Linked DNA regions of Oryctolagus cuniculus: region 2 is linked to region 1. The links are chromatin contacts, called in public Micro-C maps. All regions are on one chromosome and are shown on one strand. The core of a region is the stretch at or near the end of the contact, and the rest is flanking DNA. Distances in the headings are between cores, read along the strand shown.

Region 1 (3,544 bases), core at 123-2,622:
TGCAAGTGTACTAGCTGGGATGGCTTAATCGCTACACCAAATGCTCACCCCTACCAACCACTATTTATAATTGGAATTGTCTATGTGTGTGTGTGTGTGTGTGTATAAAATTATCTTTTTAAAACTACATATGAGAACATGTATATTATTTTCATTTTTGAGGTGAATTACTGTTTTAAATTTCTGGTTGAAATTTTTAATATAATAAATGCTAGTAGATATAATCCATATAAGCAAAAGCTCTTTGGGGTCCTTAATCATTTTTAAGAATGTAAAGGGTCCAGAGACCAAAATGTTTGAGAACTGCTCCCCTGTTCCACTTCTGATCCAGCTCCCTGCTAGTGCTTGGGAAAGCAGCAGCAGATGGTCCAAGTGCTTGGGACCCTCACCCGAGTGGGAACCCAGATAAAACTTTTGGCTTCAGTCCCCTGCTTTTGTGGCCGTTTGGGGAGGGAACCAGTGTATCAAAGACCTCTCTCTCTCTAACTTTTATTTTTATTTTTTTAATTTTTATTTATTTATTTGAAAGTCAGAGTTACACAGAGAGACAGAGAGAGAGAGAGGTCTTCCATCCGCTGGTTCACTCCCCAACTGGCCGCAATGGCCGGAGCTGTGCCGATCCGAAGCCAGGAGCCAGGAGCTTCTTCCAGGTCTTCCCATGCGGGTGCAGGGGCCCAAGGACTTGGGCATCTTCTACTGCTTTCCCAGGCCACAGCAGAGAGCTGGATTGGAAGTGGAGCCGCGGGGACTAAACCGGCGCCCATAGGGATGCCGGGGCTTCAGGCCAGGGCGTTAACCCCTGCACCACAGCGCCAGCCTCTATAACTTTGCTTTTCAAGTAAATAAAATAAGTCTTAAAAAAGAAAAGAAAGTTTTTACCCAAGACATGCACCCGACTCTTCCTCTTCAAGCCACTGTTCAGCTCACTTTCCCAGGGAGGTCCTCACTGACCTCCGTCCCTACTCCCAGGATGGCTGGGTCCTCGGGTTAGGATGTTCTGGCCTGCGAGGGCATCTGATGGGTTTTTTCACCACTAGTCAAAAGTTGTGGCACCCAAGGGCTCTCTTTTCACGGAGTCGTAGTTGGGGGCCAGCTCCTAGAATAGGAATTCTGAAGGAAGAGATGGCGACTTGTTCCATCTGAGCTCCGACAGGGGCACGCACTAGCGTGGTGGTCTGTGAAGGGACGCCAGGGCCCAGAGGCGAAATCCAAACCCGGGCAGTAGTTCTCTGGAGCGCTCCAGGCGGCAGCATCCAGCATGGCGCCGCCTCCGCGCCGCCTCCTCTCAGCTCGCCAGGGGCCTCTCTAATCCATCGCCCGGCGCTCGTCCCTTCTCCCTGGGTCTGCCCTGCGCGTCCCATCGATCTGCTCGGCCATCGCGCGCCTGCGCCCTTAGGCTGTCAGTCAGAGGCGGCGTGGTGAGTGCTGGGAGCGGTGGCTGCGCGCCGGGAGCTGAGGTACAGCTGCGCTTTCTGCCCTCCCAGGCCGCGCACGAGCTGGCTAACCCGGGTGAGCAGCGCCGTGAGGGCCAGAGGCCCTTCTTCATCTGAGGGAGGCGGGCTCGCCGAGCCGAACCGAAGGGAACGCGGAGGGGGGGATGTCGAGTCTCGAGGTCGCCAGCCCAAGTCCCTGCTCGCCTCGGCCGGGGAGCCAAGTGTCTGAGCTACAGGGGAGGTTGGGAAAATCCGAGCCAAGCACCATGTGCAACAGCGGGACCGAATTTCGGGGAGGGGAGGTTTTGTTCCTAGCCAGGATGAGCAAGCACCAGACCCGGGACCGGGACCATACGCCCGTACTACCGTGGCTGGGCTCTCACTTTGGCCCTTCATTCATTTCCTCAGGCTGCCTTTGGTCGTTTGGGTGCAGGGCAGTGAACTACAAAGAGGAATAGAGGGCGGCCCCTGCGCTCGGGCAGCGGACAGCGAGCTGGCAGGCAAGTTAGGAGGATGTACCGTGCTTCTCTGGGTAAGCCGCGGGAGGCAGCGAGTGCCGAGATCCAGGCGTGCCTGAGACGCCTCGCAAGCCCTTTGGAAAGCTCGGGCGGCCAGCGAGCGAGACGCCTTTCCTGGACTCTCGGCACCCAGAGGCCTGGCAGTGATACCGAGAGACTTGACCGTCTGCCTGATGTCACGCTTAGTTCTGCTCGTGATGCCTGTTCTTGATTCCTAGGCTACCTTTCTTCACCCGCAGCCTCCTTGAGGGAAGCCTCAGTGGCCAGTGGCCCGGGTGCTAGTGCCCCTCTGCGCAAGTCGGAACTGAGCGCTTACACAGAGCTCTTGCGAGGTTCACAGAGCCTCACTTCAGAAACAGTAATTGAGTGCCTGGCATCTGAATGAGAATACAGTGATGGGGCTCACGCAGTTCTTTCCTTAAAGGAACTCTCAAGTAGACATTTAAGAATGCCGTTCTTAAGTGGACTCTTAAACATGTATGTATGTACGGTGCAGCCTGTACAGGCTGGAGGCAATCTGTTCACGGTAGAGGAGAGGCTTCTAGGAGGAAGGAGTCGCTTCTACCAGAGGACTTGGAAGCGTTAGCAGTGGCTTCGGAGGCAAGATGATTCCTTAAAAGTTTAGTGGTTGATATCCAGGTACAGGAGAAAGAATCCCTGGGGAGCAAGAACAGCAATGCAGGGAGAATTCTGAAACAGCATGGTTCAGCTGGCACAAGAGGCTTTCCTTGATCTAGCCTCTGTCTGATAATACCAAATACTCATGGTGCTTGTCCTGAGAGAGACATTATTTTATGTACTTTATGTAGAACAAGTAGCATAATCCTAACAACAACTCTGTGAAGTAGAAACTGTAATTATCTCTATCTTATAAAATGAAAAAAAAAAATGAGGCACAGGAAAGTTAGGGAGCTTGCCCTAGTTCACACAGCTAATAAATGGTAGTGCTAGAATTGAAACTCAGGCGGCCTGGCTCTGGGATCTGTAACTTAACACTAGCCTTCCCTCTAGGGACTGAGGACACTGGGAGTTTTAATGGCAGACCCTCCCCACCCCAGTCACACCATCTTTGAGTGGCAGAACTAGAACTCAAACTCAGATGTTTTGACTCTTAAGGGTCCACAAAACTTTTAATAATATCTGATGTGATTAAAGTTATAGAATGCCAAATTGAAGTTTAATTCCATCAGAGGTAATACTGGCTGGAATAAAAATGATCATATCTAAACAGTAAATATTGCAAGTGAGACATCATTTTGTGCCTTGAATGTCCTCAGCGTTAAGTGCTATAGCCAAGATATTGATGTATGGAGCCTAGGACTGATTATAATTTTGGTAAAAGTACATTATTTGCCAATTTGGTGTTGAATAAATTTCCTTTTTCTGAATATTACATTTTTTAAAGATGTATTTATTTGAAAAGCAGAGTTACATGGAAACAGAGATCTTCCATCCACTGGTTCACTCCCCAACAGCCAGTGCTGGGCCAGGCTGAAGCCAGGAGCCAGGAGCTTCTTCCAGTTCTCTCACGTGCATACAGGGGACCAAGCACCTGGGCCATCCTCTGCTGCTTTCCCAGGCACACTGTCAGGG
Region 2 (3,143 bases), core at 319-2,818, 160 kb after region 1:
CACTCTGATGTTATTTCTTTTTCTTTTTAAAAGATTTATTTATTGGGCCAGCGCCGTGGCTCACTAGGCTAATCCTCCGCCTTCCGTCCCCGGCACACCGGGTTCTAGTCCCGGTCGGGGCGCTGGATTCTGTCCCGGTTGCCCCTCTTCCAGGCCAGCTCTCTGCTGTGGCCAGGGAGTGCAGTGGAGGATGGCCCAAGTCCTTGGGCCCTGCACCCATGGGAGACCAGGATAAGTACCTGGCTCCTGCCATCGGATCAGCGCGGTGCGCCAGCGGTGGCGGCCATTGGAGGGTGAACCAATGGCAAAGGAAGACCTTTCTCTCCGTCTCTCTCTCTCACTGTCCATTATTCTGCCTGTCAAAAAAAAAAAAAAAGATTTATTTATTGGGGCTGGTGCTGTGGCCCACAGTGCCAGCATCCCATATGGGTGCCGGTTTTAGTCCCAGCTGTTCCACTTCCGATCTAGCTCTCTGCTATGGCCTGGGAAAGCAGTGGAGGATGACCCAAGTCTTTGGGCCCCTGCACCCATGTGGGAGACCTGAAAGTTCCCGGCTCCTGACTTCGGATTTGCGCAGCTCCTGTTGTTGCGGCCAATTAGGAGGTGAACCAACAGATGGAAGACCTCGCTCTCTGTGTCTCTGCTTTCTCTGTGTACTCTGACTTTCTTTAAAAAAGATTTATTTATTTATTTATTTGAGAGCCAGAGTTACAGAGAGGGAGAGACAGAGAGGTCTTCCATTGCTGGTTCACTCCCCCAAATGGCTGCAATGGCCAGAGCTGGGCCATCAGAAGCCAGAAACTTCTTCTGAGTCTTCCACATGGGTGCAGGGGCCCAAGCACTTGGGCCATCTTCTGTTGCTTTCCCAGACGCTCTAGCAGGGAGTGGGATCGGAAGTGGAGCAGCTGGGACTCGAACTGGTGCCCATACAGGATGCCAGGACTACAGGCAGAGGCTTAACCTACTATGCCGCAGCGACGGCCTCATGTTATTTAATTTTTATAAAAATATTTATTTATTGAAAGGACAAGGGCAGGAACGCATGGAACACGGTGTATTTAGGACTGGAAGGAAGACTGGGAGATTGGGAGGGAGAAGGCTTTAGTTGGATCATGTGGGGCCTGTGCTCCAAGTGGCCCGCGTGCTCTGCAGCTCTCAGAAGATTTGCATTTTACAGAAGTAACTCTGGCCTCAGCCGAGACGGCGGACTAAAGGCAGCAGGAATGGATGCGGAGAAGAGTGGAAAGTTAAAGCTTTACGTTTTGGTTGGGTTGGGAAAAAGGACCAGCAGACAGCCTTTCTCAGCACGGCCTCGCCTGACATACTTGGCCAGCGCCACTCGTCTCCGGGATCCCCCCCTAACCGCCCCATCTCCTCCAGGAGGGCCCAGCGGGCAGGGAGGCGAGGCTAGGGGTGGCCCTGCCTGGGTGGTCTCCTGCCCCGCCCCCTGCGGCGCTGTTACCTAGCAGCGGATCCGGCCCCGCGGCTCCGGGTAATTTGCGGGCCCCTCAGCCAATGGGAGGGCGGTGCCCCGGCCCGCTCCCTTTTTCTGGGGCTCCCGCCGCCTCCCCGGCACTGCTGTCGCGACCTCGAGCTAAGCTCAGCGCCGCGGGCCGGCCGTTCTGCCCGCACGCGGAACCGAGCGGGAGGGCGCGGAAGCGCCGTGCGCTCCTCCGTGTCGCCACCGCTGCGCGCTCGCCCGTCCGCAGCACCCAGCGCCCTTTCCGCTCCATTCAGCCCCCACGCGGGGCCGGCGGTACGCGGCCAGGCCAGCGTATGGGAGCGCTCAGATAACGCGGGTTGGGGGCGCCCGCGCCCCCTATCCCCGCCAGCATGGCCCGACCGCCGCCCCCTGGCTACACGCCCCCAGCTCGGTCCGCAGCACCCCAGGTAAGTAGGAGGGAAGCTGGAAGAAGGAAGAGTGGGGCCCGGAGTGTTGCTGGGGCCTTTACAAGGTGCCTTAACTTGCCTTGTGCCTTGCATTTAGTGTCTGCTTGACGACAGGTGAGAGTTAGCACTGCCACACAAGTTGTGTGTGTGTGTGTGTGTGTGTGTGTGTGTGTGTCTCTACCTCTCCTTGAAATCTGGCCAGTGGGAGGGATTGTGTGTAGGGTTACCTCTGTGCCCACCTGCCAACAGAGCTGTGTGTGTGTGGCCTACTTTCAGAAAGGGGGTTCACGCCTTCCTCAGGTGTATGTTGGTGTGGGAAGCAGGAAGTTGAATCTTCCAAGTTCGGGCCTGTGTCTGTGTAGGTGCTGCCTGTCTTGCATACAGAAATCAAGACGCTAAGTGCTTGGCAGAGGGCATGTGTAGGGAGAGAAGGGGGGATTTCGTGCATTGTTACCCTAACACCTGGCTGATCCGTCTCTTTCTATCCCAGATCCTAGCTGGGAGCCTGAAGGCTCCTCTCTGGCTCCGGGCTTACTTCCAGGGCCTGCTCTTCTCTCTGGGCTGCGGGATCCAGAGACACTGTGGCAAAGTGCTCTTCCTGGGACTGTTGGCCTTTGGGGCCCTGGCACTGGGTCTCCGCGTGGCCATTATTGAGACAGACCTGGAACAGCTCTGGGTAGAAGGTGAGTTGTGGACACTCCATAGCTGCTTGGGTGGTGAGCTGGTTACTGAGCCCTGGTAGGCCTGACCTTGGGTCCGGAGGGGCAGGTGCCAGCCAGAGTGCCAGCCAAAGTACTGTCCGTGTGCATATGCCAATGGTGGAGTCCTGTTCAACAGGATTTGGAATATTTAGTTGGTTTACAAAGGCAGCTAAAACCAGACCCATCCTCTAGTAGCAAGGCAAATAAAAATACGTGCTGGGAGAGCTATAATATAAAGCAAAGTAGAATATGGGTATGTTGTGTGGGAGAAGAGAGACCACTGGAGCCCATGGGAATCAGAAGTGTGAGGTCGGGAAAGCTGGGGGACGTGAGTCAGTGGTCTGGCCAGGCCTCCAGGGTCAGGGCCCATGAACCGCAGGCCCCATAAACCAGTTAGCGGAAAAGCAACACCGAATATGCGTTGAGTCAACAGCCAGCGTTAGACAGGTTCCAACCTCACTGCCTAATGGAAGCTCTAGATAATTCCTTGTCCATTCCAGGGCGATTCCCTGCCCTCCTGAGGCCTGGTTTCAGATGACAGCCCTTTGTCAG

The links. A called contact is a pair of places that touch in the nucleus more often than the background predicts.
Region 2: a Micro-C map of ear pinna shows a contact between it and region 1, with 5 times the contacts expected there. The contact joins the promoter of PTCH2 here to the promoter of EIF2B3 in region 1. A contact is called at or near these places in 6 of 6 Hi-C or Micro-C datasets (ear pinna, embryonic fibroblasts, liver and 3 more).

Annotation. Positions count from the first base shown.
Region 1 is chr7:127,892,618-127,896,161 of mOryCun1.1, forward strand. It overlaps EIF2B3 (eukaryotic translation initiation factor 2B subunit gamma), which reads left to right and starts at 1,373. Exons shown (of 12, transcript XM_002715143.5): 1 at 1,373-1,509. LOC108177731 (a long non-coding RNA gene) reads right to left here and starts at 1,277. Exons shown (of 2, transcript XR_001794545.3): 1 at 880-1,277.
Region 2 is chr7:128,048,420-128,051,562 of mOryCun1.1, forward strand. PTCH2 (patched 2) reads left to right here and starts at 1,569. Exons shown (of 23, transcript XM_051857844.2): 1 at 1,569-1,890; 2 at 2,381-2,573. The coding sequence starts at 1,834. It overlaps LOC103350199 (a long non-coding RNA gene), which reads right to left and starts at 1,600. Exons shown (of 3, transcript XR_518282.4): 1 at 1,463-1,600.